Regions from separate parts of the Callithrix jacchus genome. Here region 2 is linked to region 1. The links are chromatin contacts, called in public Hi-C maps. All regions are on one chromosome and are shown on one strand. Each heading gives the region's core, a stretch centred on a gene start, on an enhancer-like site or on the middle of the called end of the contact. The rest is flanking DNA. Distances are from core to core; before and after follow the strand shown.

The links. A called contact is a pair of places that touch in the nucleus more often than the background predicts.
Region 2: a Hi-C map of skeletal muscle shows a contact between it and region 1, with 2.4 times the contacts expected there. The contact joins two enhancer-like sites. A contact is called at or near these places in 2 of 3 Hi-C or Micro-C datasets (both in skeletal muscle).

The regions. Positions count from the first base shown.
Region 1 is chr5:6,767,513-6,773,966 of calJac240_pri, forward strand. NOL4L (nucleolar protein 4 like) reads left to right here. Exons shown (of 11, transcript XM_035298122.3): 11 at 2,057-6,454. The coding sequence ends at 2,277. Among named protein-coding and RNA genes, the nearest start is that of ASXL1, 86 kb to the right of the region's middle. Within about 2 kb of position 3,594, at least 4 of the 16 cell types and tissues checked have an H3K27ac peak or open chromatin away from gene starts, as enhancers often do. A contact at or near this core is called in skeletal muscle, where this site is marked.
Region 2 is chr5:6,846,566-6,853,019 of calJac240_pri, forward strand. ASXL1 (ASXL transcriptional regulator 1) reads right to left here. Exons shown (of 11, transcript XM_078371135.1): 2 at 2,334-2,416. Among named protein-coding and RNA genes, the nearest start is that of ASXL1, 7.0 kb to the right of the region's middle. Within about 2 kb of position 4,131, at least 3 of the 16 cell types and tissues checked have an H3K27ac peak or open chromatin away from gene starts, as enhancers often do. A contact at or near this core is called in skeletal muscle, where this site is marked.

The DNA.
Region 1 (6,454 bases), core at 2,344-4,843:
GAAAATGGTTCCTGGGACCTCTGCCTTGGTGTCCACATTCTCTGGTCAGAGGAAATAACCCCATGTGACAAATTGACCCACCTTAGAATCCAACTTCCTTCCCCATTTGGAGGCCGCACCAGCTTCCTTTTAGCAGCAGTCAGGTTTCCATAATTTCTCCCAAGATGTTACTTCCATTCTGGATACCTCCAATGACAAGAGCTCGTCCATCTCTCTTCATAGCAGCTAAAAACTGCCTTGGAGGCCAGGCACAGTGGCTCATGCCTGTAATCCCAGCACTTTGGGAGGCCAAGGTAGGTGGATCACCTGAGGTCAGGAGTTCGAGACCAGCCTGACCAACACGGAGAAACCCCGTCTCTACTAAAAATACAAAATTAGCTGGGCATGTTGGTGCATGCCTGTAATCCCAGCTACTCAGGAGGCTGAGGCAGGAGAATCACTTGAACCTGGGAGGCGGATGTTACAGTGAGCCGAGATCTTGCCATTGCACTCCAGCCTGGGCAAGAAGAGCAAGAGACTGTCTCAAAAAAAAAAAAAAAACCGCCCTGGAGATGCAATAATGAGTGAATGTGGCCATCAGGAACCTACAGGGTAGTGGGCAGAGCCTCACGCCCTCACAGAAGATAAAGCTGTGGGGAAGGGACTCCAGGGGAGGGCAGAGAACAGGGCAGCTAACCTGGCTGCATCAGAGAGGCCGCCCAGGGAAGCAACGGCGCTGCACGCGCCCACCCAGATGCTCTCTCCTTTGGCTGTTTCTTGCTGAACATCTTGCAGATTGCTTTTCAAATGCCAGGAGCTTCCAGGTCTCCTGGGAGCCTGTTCAGAAAGCCCTAAAGCCTGTGTGGAAGCCCCTCCCTACTGGGCTAATCGAGGCAGTCAGGTCTCCTGTGGGCTAAGCCTCCACACTGGAGCCCCAGCCTGTGCTGAGTGTTTCACAAGTGGCATCTCGGCTTCTGCTCACAGGAGCGGCTTCGTTTTGGCAGATGAGGGCTCTGAGGCCCAGAGAACTTAAATTTGCCAGTGAAGTAGCAGAGCAGGACCCGCATCCATACTTGCCCGATTCCAAAGCCAGTAGCCCACTCCACAGAGCTTGGGAAAGGCCAAGAGAGGACAGGGCCTGGCGGTCCCCTCCCCAACACACATACCCCTAGTGTGTTTCAGAAGATGGCTGGCTCCCTCTTTGCCACCATCATCTGAGGACAAAGGGCAGGCCGTTTCTCTGGATAACTGGTCTGAGTCTTATCCTGATTGTTCCAGCTCACCCCTCTTGTATCCCAGCAGCATGAACCCCCACCCCCCACTTCACTCGGGCATAGGACTCCTCCCAGGAGGGGGGATTTGAGGTGCTGAGGCTCAGCAGCCGTGGTCCCCCTCTCCTGGGGATGCAGTTACGGGCTGGCCAGTCTGGCCTGTACCTCTTCCCATAGACAGCCAGGGCAGCTGGCCTCTCTCCAGCTGGACGGAAGCCCCTTCCTCATCTGGGCACAGGCAGGTGTTTCTTCTCCTGGCCTTTTGTGGCTCCTCTCTGAACTCCTCCTGGGCTTTCCCCACACGCATCTCTCAGGTGTGCTGGGCCCCTGTCCACCTGCAGAGTTTCCTGTATACCATCTCCCCTTCCAGCCTCCATGCCTGGGGTGAGGGGAGAGCACACAGACTGGTGTTGCCCCCAGCTGCCCTGGTTGATACCCTAGCAGGTGTTCTTATAGCGCTTGTCCCACAATTCCTCTATTGGAGTATTTCCCACTCCCAAGCCCTGCTCACCACGCTGGGGAGAGGCAGGTCTCAGGAGTTTCTTTTCCCCAAGGTTGCCTCTTCCTCACCTAAAACCATATCTTTGCAAGATCACCCTGAGGATTCCCTAAGAACCCTGTTGCCCACAGGCCCATTCCAAGCACTAGGGATAGAGCCATCAGGGAGATGGACCAGAGCCGCCGACTCCAGTGCCCAACTCACAGTGGGCACTAGGCCATGGGTTATGACAGCACCAAGGACGACACACCTCCCCAGTGCCAGGCAGGGTGGCTGCCGCCTCCTAACCCTCCTTCCCTCTCCACAGGGCCCACGGACCTCAGCATGAAAGGCGGGGCCTCGACCACCTCCACCACCCCCACGCCCACCCCCTCCAGCACCAGCACCAGCAGGCCCGTGCCCACTGCTCAGCTCAGCCCCACAGAGATCAGCGCGGTGCGGCAGCTCATCGCGGGCTACCGGGAGTCTGCTGCCTTCCTGCTGCGCTCTGCAGACGAACTGGAAAACCTCATCCTACAGCAGAACTGACCCCACCGGACCTGGAGTGCACTGCCCTAGGGAAGGAGGCTGTCCCAGCCTGGACCCAGCTTCCTGCCTCGCCAGTTGGTACATTTTGTTTGAAAGAGGTGGGATCCAAAAGAGCTGTTTCTAGCCACACTCCAAGCACCTGAGACTTTGGGCACAAGGACACTTTTTTTTTTGGAATCTCACCACACGGGTGCTCTGACCTGCTTGGAAGAGGCCAACAGGGCAGCTCTGGAATGGTTGGGGTCTCCCCTGACAAGGCGCTGGGGCTGCAGCTCTATTTAGAATCACCTTCGTGGACCCTGATGTTAGAATCCCACCCCCGGATAATTACCTTTCAAGTCTTAGGTGAGCAGAATTGCATATTTATTGAGAAAAACAAAGTGGACCCTTTCTTCCTCTCCCCTTAGTAATTTATTTTTCTGAAAATGGATTCTTTTGTGTTTGTACAGATTGCTAGTCTGTGTCTGTCTGATCAGAAGGATGTATCCCCATACCTGACATTCCATATCACTACACTGATGTGGGCTGGGGCCAATAGGGGCAGGGTGGGTGCCAGGCTGGCTGTTCCTCTTTGTGCCTGGCACACCCTGGGGCTGCCACCCCTTGGCCAGGCCATCCTGTTGCAGATCCCAGTGCTGCCACAAGGATACCGCCAGGCACCTCCCTAGGCACCGCCAAGCAGGAAGACCTTACCCACACCCACACCCATGGCAAAGAAGAAAGAGGCACCCCCACCCCATTCTACAGAAGCCCCAGTCCCATGGTCACCTGTATTCTACCTCACACTCCAACATGGGCTTTTTCCAGGATGTGCCCTGAGCCTGTTCTGAACAGCTGTCATCCCAGCTCCCCACACAATATGTCTGCCTGGGAGGTAAGTCCAGACTGGGTGTCCAGGAGCTGGAGCCTAGAGAGCGTCCTGTCCCTAACCGGCCACTGCAGTCCTCCCACCCTGGCCCCAGCTGCTTGGTAGGATGGAGTGCTGGGAGGTGGCAGCTGGGTGGCAGGGCCCTTCCCCTTACACCCTGCTGCCCAGGAGCCAGGTCTGAACTTCTGTCCACAGGCCTGGGCCCCCCGGACTCCTGCCAAGAGGGGCTGCTGCTTCAGGGTGGGCCCTGGCTGTCAGGCAGCTGTGAGCTCCAGGCCGGACTACAGCTCCCATCCCTTTGCCCCGTGTTTGGAGTAAAGGGACCAATGGAAGTGGAGGAGCCACTTGGGTTCTCCTAAGACCAGCCCTTCTGGAGGGGCCAGTCCTGGAAGAAACCCATAATCCCTGGAGTGTGAAAAAGGGCAAAAAGAAAAAGCTGGCCTGGTTTCCTTCCTCCCTGATAGGCACTTCCTCTTGCTCAGTGCAATACCTACCAGTGCTGCTAATCCAGGGATTCGCCCAGACCTCAGCAGGCCCCCAGGGCCCTCCATGCAACACTCCGTAGCCATGACAGCAGCTCTCTGCTGCCCAGCCCCTGCCTAGAGCTGGCAGAAGCCCTCTGTTGCCTTTCCTCCCTCAGAGCAGAGAGGCCCCAGGGGAGCCAGGGCCGAGTGGATCCTAGGATGGCCAGAGAGAGCCACTCGCTCCCAGAACAGGCACCCCTTCCCAAACCAGCTTTTCTGCAGCCAATTGCCTGTTGCAGCTGTGGCCACTGCCTCCCGGCACTGTGGCAGACTCCTCCCAAGGAGGGATGGGGAGGGGGCACCAGTAAGGATGCCCCATCCTGCCTCAGGTCCAGACTCTGGAAGGTAGGGTGCCCACTCCGTGCTTACTTCCAGCCCCTAGAGGTTGGGGGTGGTCTTATCTCTCAAGTGGCCTCCAACACCCCACCCAGCCACACCACCTCTGCCTTCCATCTGACCAATCCCAAGGCCTCTGGTCAGGGCCAGGACACCTGAGACTCACCCTTAGCACAGCACAAACTCCAGTGCCCAAGGCCTCTCCCACACTCCAGCCAGCCACACATCCAGTCCCACCTGTTCAGTACTGCTCCCCTCAACATTTGAATTTGTGTAAATATTTATTTTTGTGTGTGAACAATACTACAAAGTAATCAGTAGATCTTTTGCAAAATGTTACCCCAGGCAATTTGTGAAAATCTTAATGTTAAAACCTGGCAGAGACAATCGCCACCCTAGAATTCCTGGTATCAGTTACCCAACATGCCACTTCTCCTCCCAGAGGCAGTACCCAAGCTAGACATGAACCGTTTTCATTTCTTGGCAGACAGGAGTGAGAAAGACTGGGGAAGGGGCTCCCTCCCACTTCCCACACAAGGATGCGATCTAAGCATGAGCATAAGCTACAGTCTGAAGTCATGTTTTTCGGAGTTCAAGCTGTTGGAACTGACCACCCTCCAGCCTGCCTTAGTACTGCGGCAAGGATGTAGGTTCAGTGTGTTTCAGAAAGGAAAGAATATGTCCCTGGTGAAAGTTCACGGGGCCTCTCAGGCCCCCTCCAGGACAATGGAAACTACACCTACAGCCCCGGAGATGGCAAGATCGGGAGCAAGTTCCTGCATGGAAACAGGATTCCATTTAGCTGGTTCAGTCAGGGGACTTGTTCTGTTTTGCTTTTGTTTTAAAAGACGCAGCTTCAACCCCTTCTCCCTACTTCTGACTTCAAGGGCACCGAGGAGCTGGTTCTGATGAACCAGGCTTGCTGCTGTCTCAACCCTCCCCGGAGGGACTGCCTTCTCCCAAAAGGAGCTCCCAAAGCCCTGTCCCACAGCCATTTAAAAATCTTCTGAAGGCCTCAGGACACCAAGTAATCATTTGGGATCTTAAGTTAAAAAGGAAGTGCAAGAGCAGGATATTCCCGTTCCAGAGTCTTCGCAGGGGGCTAAGCCCACGAGAAGGGCAGCATCAGAGAAGTGGGCATTGGTCTTAGTGGTGGATCATCAGGTAGACAAGTGACAGCGTGTGTAACCCATCTGAAATTCATTTTACCGTCACCACTCTTACAAAGGACAGTTTGTTCCCAAGGACAGTGTTGACGGGGAGGGGGACAGGAAGGGAGTTAGGAGGGTTTTCGAGGATTTCAAACAGGTGGAACCCATCCATCCCTATTCCCAAGGGCCACTTACAACTCCAAGGGTGGTTACAGGATTAACTACCAGTTCATTTTCAAAATGCTGCTTTGAACTCAGAGGGTTGATACTTTTAATTTGTAAGTTTTTGTAAAACTTTATACAAAATAGTAAAAGTAAAGTATTTCACCAGAATACCAGTTTCAATCCGTCCATGGTCTGATTTTTATATAATTTAGTGGTGCTTTAGAAACTTTGTTTTTGTTTCTGAGCTAAACAGCTCAACCCTTTTTCGCCTGTATCTACCTAAGACCAATGTGAACCTTTGTATTTTTGCTCCTAATTTTGGACTCAGTGAAAGTGTACTGTTTACATGTACAGATGCCCCCAGTCCCTGTGTGTTCTGCAAGACTCGCTCTTGAGGAGGAAGACGCACCTCACTAAGCTCATCTGCTTAGCAAAGCCACAGACAAAAACCTCTCACTTTTTACCTACGTTTCCACCTAAAAATACAACAAAAAACCTATACCACATAGAACTCAGATTGGCTGAAAAACACTTTCCACCTGGTAGATGGCCCATACGCCTCTATTATGTGGTCCATTTAGGAGCAGGAGTCAGGAGAGACCTCCTGTGGTCTGCTGGTGGGCGACTGCATAGACAGAGGAAAGGGGAAGGCAGGACTTCGCAGCAGAGCTGTGGGATGAGTGGAGCTCTTCCCTGGGCAGCCTGGGAGTGGGAAGGTCAGAATGACTTAAGTGGCCTTCAGGATCAAGCCAACCAGGATTTAGGGACAACCCAAGAGGTCTTTAGTCCTCTGGCATAATTTAGACATGTTTTGGAAGAGCATGAGTTCAAAAACTGAGATGAGATGTTAAGACTTTCAGTGCAGATAGTACAAGCCATTTCTTCAGGGTTCCTCTGGGGGCAGCTCCTTCATGAGGTCCTACCTCCAGGGAGGGGCACAGGGCTCCAGATAGTAAGCACTTAAGGCAAACAGTGGATGGCACCAAGTTTGAAAGGTGACTCTTTATGAATCAATGGCTTCACCTCTAAATTATACTTTTACAGATATGCACCTATGCAACTTAACGTGGCTCTTCTAAGCAGGTGAGGACTTCCTCCTCAATGCTCTCTATAAAAATTATTTGTGTTCTATA
Region 2 (6,454 bases), core at 2,881-5,380, 80 kb after region 1:
TCTGGGATAAATATTATGTGATACCCGAAATCCATACCTAACACTTCCTCAGTGCTTTTTGACAATATAAATCAAATTTCCAAGAAATTTAGAAAAACCACACAATGATTTTTTTCAAGTTATGTTTTAAATTCTAAAAATTAAATGTTAGTAAAATTTTACTATTAAAGGTTTCTCAGCCTCTATATGTCAACCTACATATCATGCTCAGACACTGCCACAGAACACTATGACAAAGAATCACAGAATCAGTGGCGCTGTGCCAATAAAACAAGCAGAACTTTTTTTCCCAGCTAAACATTTTCTAGTAAGTACACACAGAAAAACTGTATTTCATTGGTTTTTTGCTCTGTTGGGAGTGGGGAGAATAAGTTTTAGTCTCTATCTACCCAGGAACAATTATTTAAACCAGAATACAAAAAGTAAGTCGAGTGGATTTAGTACCCATGCTTCAACATTAAGTGAAACAATGGCATACGAACTTGTTTCATGGTCCCTGACACAACAGCAGGTTCCAAAACAGTGACAATTTGGTGAGAAGAAAGCTACTTACTGAATCTTAAAATAGAAAAGCTACCAGAAATATCAACCAATGCCCATCATTATTAACTGAGTTTGGCACTAGCATATTAGAGACAGGATTCGCCTATGCACCTTCTCTTCCCTTTCCCCAGCATGTTCAAAAATATAGTTTAAGCAAGCCTCTTTGCATTTTTGAGAACTAGAGGCCCTAATTTATGCAGTGTTAAAAATAAATTCTGAGTCTAAAAAAGCCATTAAAAAACTATTACTTATTTTGCCTTGGAACACACTGGATGCTAAAAAATTTTTCCCAAGAACCAATCTCTAAAAGTACCCTGTGCAAAATCTGGAGTATCAGGTGGGTGTGCTAGCATCTCTGCTACAAGGGGGCACAGCATGCTGGCACAGCTCTTCCGTGACTCCTCCATATTATCCCTCCATCTACAAATTACAGAGCTGCTCACTCATCATGAGCCACCATAACCGCTTCATAATTCCTCTAAGAACAAGAAGCAGAAAGAAGTTAAGGTTCTCAATTCCGTATGTCCCAAAGGGACTCATTTACCTTCTATAGGCAAAGTGTTCCAACAGCAGTGAAGACAGCAGCATGATGGGAAATAGCCCATAAAAACAAAAATAAAGCACAATTATAACACTACACAGGGCATAAATACACAAGTGAAAGAAATTTGAGGTAGACAATCCCAATCTTCCCTCCCAACAAAACATCAACTTGAGAATGTTTGTACTATTGACTGGAAAGTGAGGGCCTTTTGACACTAAAAGGTCAATTAAAGCAGCTAAAATTTGACCAGCAAAAACATGAAGTTTGTTCCAAGTCCCAGGAAGCAACTGTGTAGTGCTCTCCTCTTTCCACATTTAAGTATTTTTTGTTTTGTTTTGTTTTGAGACGGAGTCTCATTCTGTCGCCCAGGCTGGAGTGCAGTGGTGCAATCTCAGCTCATTGCACTCCATCTCCTGGGTTTGAACAATTCTCCTGCCTCAGACTCCTGAGCTGGGACTACAGGCTACAAGCGCACATCATCACACTGGTAAATCTTTGTATTTTTAGTAGAGATTGGGTTTTGCCATGTTAGCCAGACTGGTCTTGAACTCCTGACCTCAAGTGATCTGCCTGCCTCAGCCTCCCAAAGTGCTGGGAATACAGGCGTGAGCCACCATGGCTGACCTTTTTTTTTTTTTTTGAAGTTTGAAGGAAAAATAAAGATTAAAGACAGTCATTGGCCTTCAGGCCAGCAATTCTATGTTTCTAACTTGTTACTTCTCCAGGAAAACGATACCATAAATTTAGAAAATAAAGGTAACCTCAAAATGTAGCAAACTCGTATTATATATGACTGGAATTAGTAGGGGGGAAAAAGTCAGTGGGTTTATGTTGATGAGACCACCATTCTTTTATACTAAAAGAAAGAACTTCAGTGATATGGCATAGAGAAAAGGGTAGTATTAGGTACAATAGAGGCTATCAGGTCTGAAAATTCCAAAATGGCACAAGACAAAACATGCCCTGCCGGACTCCTGACACAAAAAACAATCTCTATGCCAAGACTTAAGGAAGAGCAAGGAAACGGGGAAAGCCACTGCACCTCCAAATGAAAACCAATGGGTGTCCACCCACTCCCACCTTCCACACAGACAACACACAATTTGGGAAATGGATAGTTCTACCTCAGTGCCAGACACAGAAGCACAAATATATACACAGACGGACTCACTCATATCACTACACAACTGCAGAAAGACACACGTCCTATGAAACCCTCGTGTTAAGCAACAAGAACAATACAAACCTCATTTCCTTTAGTCCTTCCGCCTCTATGACCTGCAGAATCTGTTTTGGTGTCATTGGAGCATCCGAGTAGTTTTCTAATACCTGAAGAAATACAAACGTCCTAATTTTAGTGTGCGATTTCTATTTATATCCATTGGTCTATACATCACGGGCTGAGTTATTGCAATTAACTGAAATGTTCTCATTCTCAATTCTAAGGATGCTGCTCTTCTCAGCATATGCGGCATAGTACACGAGATCTTAGCAAGACTGGTTACTGTTTAACTCGATGCTGTTAATACTGCTAAACCACAGAGTACATAGTGCTGCACAAGAAATGCGTAAGACAGAAATGTATTCAAATTTTCTTTCCCAAGGAAGTTTGATTAGTGCATGTACACACACACACACACACACACACGCACACACAGATTACTATATTTTTAGTAGAGATGGGGCTTCACCATGTTAACCAAGCTGGTCTTGAACTCCTGACCTCAGGTGATCCGCCCGCCTCAGCCTCCTGAAGTGCTGGGATACAGGCGTGAGCCACCTCGCCTGGCCGAGTACCCATATTTTTAAACAATGCCTATTGCCACTGTGTTGTCAATTTGTGGTGTTAACTGCCACAGAACATTTTGCCATTTGACAACATGATGCTATAATTCTGCATGACTGGTGCAGTGAGAAACAATATCCCATTTACGTTAGCATTACCTATAACCAAGTCATGGCAGTATTTTCTTAAGTGTGCAACTGCAGCTCTCTTGCTTCAAGAGTTGTTGTAGAGACGGGTGTGGTGTCTCACGCCTGTAATCCCAACACTTGGGGAGGACGAGGCAGGCGGATCACCTGAGGTCGGGAGTTCAAGACCAGCCTGACAGACACAGAGAAACCCATCTCTACTAAAAATACAAAATTAGCCAGGCATGGTGGGGCATGCCTGTAATCCCAGCTACTCGGGAGGCTGAGGTCAGAGAATCACTTAAACCGGGGAGGCAGAGGTTACGGTGAGCCAAGATCACCCCATCACACTCCAGACTGAGCAACAAGAGTGAAACTCCACCTAAAAAGAGATTTAGAAAAGTTATTCTTCTAAAAGAGGAAACACGCTGTCAATATCTTTGTACTTTGTCTACCTGTACAGCTACTGAGGTTACTGCAAATCAAGCTAACATCTTACAGTCCATTTAACTACCATAACCAACTACTGCTGTCACAAGCAAAACATAAAGCAGGAAGTCTGACAGGGCTGCTGCTGTCCACAGCCACACCACCCTGAACATGCCCACTCTCGTCTGACAGGACTGCTGTGGAAGGTACTCTCTATGGAAGAACGTAAGCCCTCAGCACTGAAGTCAAGGTTTGGAGAAGGTACTAAAATGAATCCCCTATTTCCCACGGCCCTATTCTTTGCCTCTCTGCAGTTTTTCCATTCTCTATAGGTAACACCATCATCTCGCCACATTTCAGCTACTAACTAACTCTGATAAATACCTAACCTCTACCTCTAGCTCTGACTTCTCCCCCAAATTTCAGATTTAAATATTCGGTTGTATACTGATTGTACCCATTCTTCATCTACTCTAATCCAGCTCTACTCTTAATTCATCTAATTGGCGACTCTAATTCACCTCTTCTCCAGACTTGCCCTTCTTCCTGTATTCTCCACCTTGATTGACAGCCTGTATGATCACCTAATTTAGAAACACAGGTGTCAGCCTTCTCTCTCATCTGACCCCCAAATCACAAAACCAGTCTCTTACCTGGCCCAACACAACAGCCTCTTAATATCCCTCCATCCAGTCCTGCTTTCCTCAAATCCATTCTGACTCTGTTGTCAGCCTTCATTCAACAAACACATGTAACACCTTCTTGGTGCCAGGCACAGTTCTAGGGATTCACAGTTAAACAAGACCAAACCTCTGCTCTGGTAGAACTTATATAACATGTTATAGCCTGAGGTCAAACCCAGCAAAGCAAATCTGCCCTCATCACTTCCAGCTTTAAAATCCTTCAGCAGGCCAGGCGCAGTGGTGCACAGCTATAGTCTCAGCTGAGACTGAGGCATGAGGGTTGCCTGGGGTCAGAAGCTCCGGGCTGTAGTACACCATGATCCTGCCTGTGTTTAGTCACCCACTCCAACCTGGTTAACACCATGAATACTCATCTCTTTTAAATAACACAAAATACAAAAAATACTGGCTGAGTAAAGTGGCTCACACCTGTAATCCCAGCAGTTTAGGAGGCCAAGGTGGGCAGACTGCTTGAGCCTAGGAGTTCAAAACCAGCCTGGGCAACATGGTGAAACCCTGTCTCGACAAAAAATACAAAACACTAGCTGGGCATAGGGCACAAGCCTGTAATCCCAGTTACTCAGGAGGCTGAGGTGAGAGAATCATCTGAGCCCGGGAAATGGAAGCTACAGTGAGCTGTGACGGCGCCACTGCACTTCAGCCAGGGTGACAGAGTGAGACCCTGTCTCAAAAAATAATAATAAAATAGAGAGCAAATAAAATCCTCAACAGCTCCCTAATCACATACTGCAAAAGCTGAAGCTTCCCAAGTCCACTGGCCCACGGCTAAAGAACAGATCTAGAGTTACCTTCAAACTTTTACATTCTAAACTGGGGCAAATTACAACCCAACCTGAACCCAGGTTCTCTTGAAGGATACTGATGTCTTCCTCTCAGAGTTGAACAGAGAGACAATGTAAGTAATGCCTACAGTGCCGGGCACAGAGTAGGTGCTCACTGGCCTGGCATATGGAGCCCTCACGGTCTGGTCTCTGCCCGTCTCTCTACCCATCCACACTGACACTCCACAAATTTTATGTTCCTATAACTCATAGGTATACCTAATTCCCACACTTTGCAAATACATACTCTGTCTCCCCCACTCTCACTCTTTCTCTCCTTTTTGTTGTCACCAGCTCCTGCTTACGCCCTCTGTGATGGGAACCCCCTACTGACCCATCAAGACTCAGCTCAGAAAGCACCTTCCTCCAAGAAGTCTTCCCTGATCTCTGCCAGAGGTAAATGTCTCCTTTCAATATCCCCATTGTTTTATAACACACATAATTATCTCCCAAACGAGGACAGTTGAGAGTGAAAGGAGAAACTATTCATAATTATGGCTGGACAAGAGGCAGGAACTGAGATATCTGTTTATGATTCATACAACTGTGATAACACTTATCATGCCTGGAGTAAAATTCTGTTCCTATGTCTGGACCTTCACCAACCCCAGACCATAAGCCCTGAGGGGCAAACCTTATCTACCTTTGTATTCCAAGAACCTAAGCGCCAAGATAGGCAGACTCACTTGAACAAACCTACAATAAACCCTGGAACAAACTACTAATGTTCAGTACCACAGATACCATTTCTTTGATACTAATTAAATGGAAGCTGAGCTAGTGAATTTTGGCAGAATTTTTTAAGAAGCATGACTCTGAAATAGTAACTACCAATTATTTAAACAGCAATCAGAAAGAGCCTGAGAATTTAAGACAGAGGAAACAAAATCTCTGAAGTTACATCAAAAGATACAAAGAATTCACTTTTATTAAAACTGTTTACGCCTCCAGCTTTTGGTGTAAGAACAAGTCAGCAGTGTTCTATTCCTAGTCTTTGTCTTTCTAGCTTACATTTTTTAAAAAGAATCTCTTACTTCAAAGGGGAAAAAAATGTTTGATGTAAGATTGGTCAGTCATGAATCAAAGTAAAAGATAAAGCATGCAACAAAGAGTTTCTCAAAGCCAGGGAGAATCCATTTAGGGCCCTCAATTTAAAGGGAAATCCCTTTGGCCATTTCTCCCACACAAACTGTTCATAACAAGTTGGAGGCTTTATATCCACCCAACCACGTAAGGTCTACTTCTTACATCTAGAAAAGACAATACTATAAAATGTGTGAAAGAAACAATATCTTTTTCAATAGCATAATTAACATCTGCAAAATCAATTTCCTGGGGTATACTATACTGAAATTCTTAAGAATAATCTTCTTTCCTCTACAAAAACAATTTTTAAAAGGATTCCCAGTCACACTGTAGTCATCAATCTAAGCTGGTTCAGGAGCAATCTGAAAGTGTTTCCAAGGAAGTGCATACAATTGCCACTGCAAGCACTCCAAATC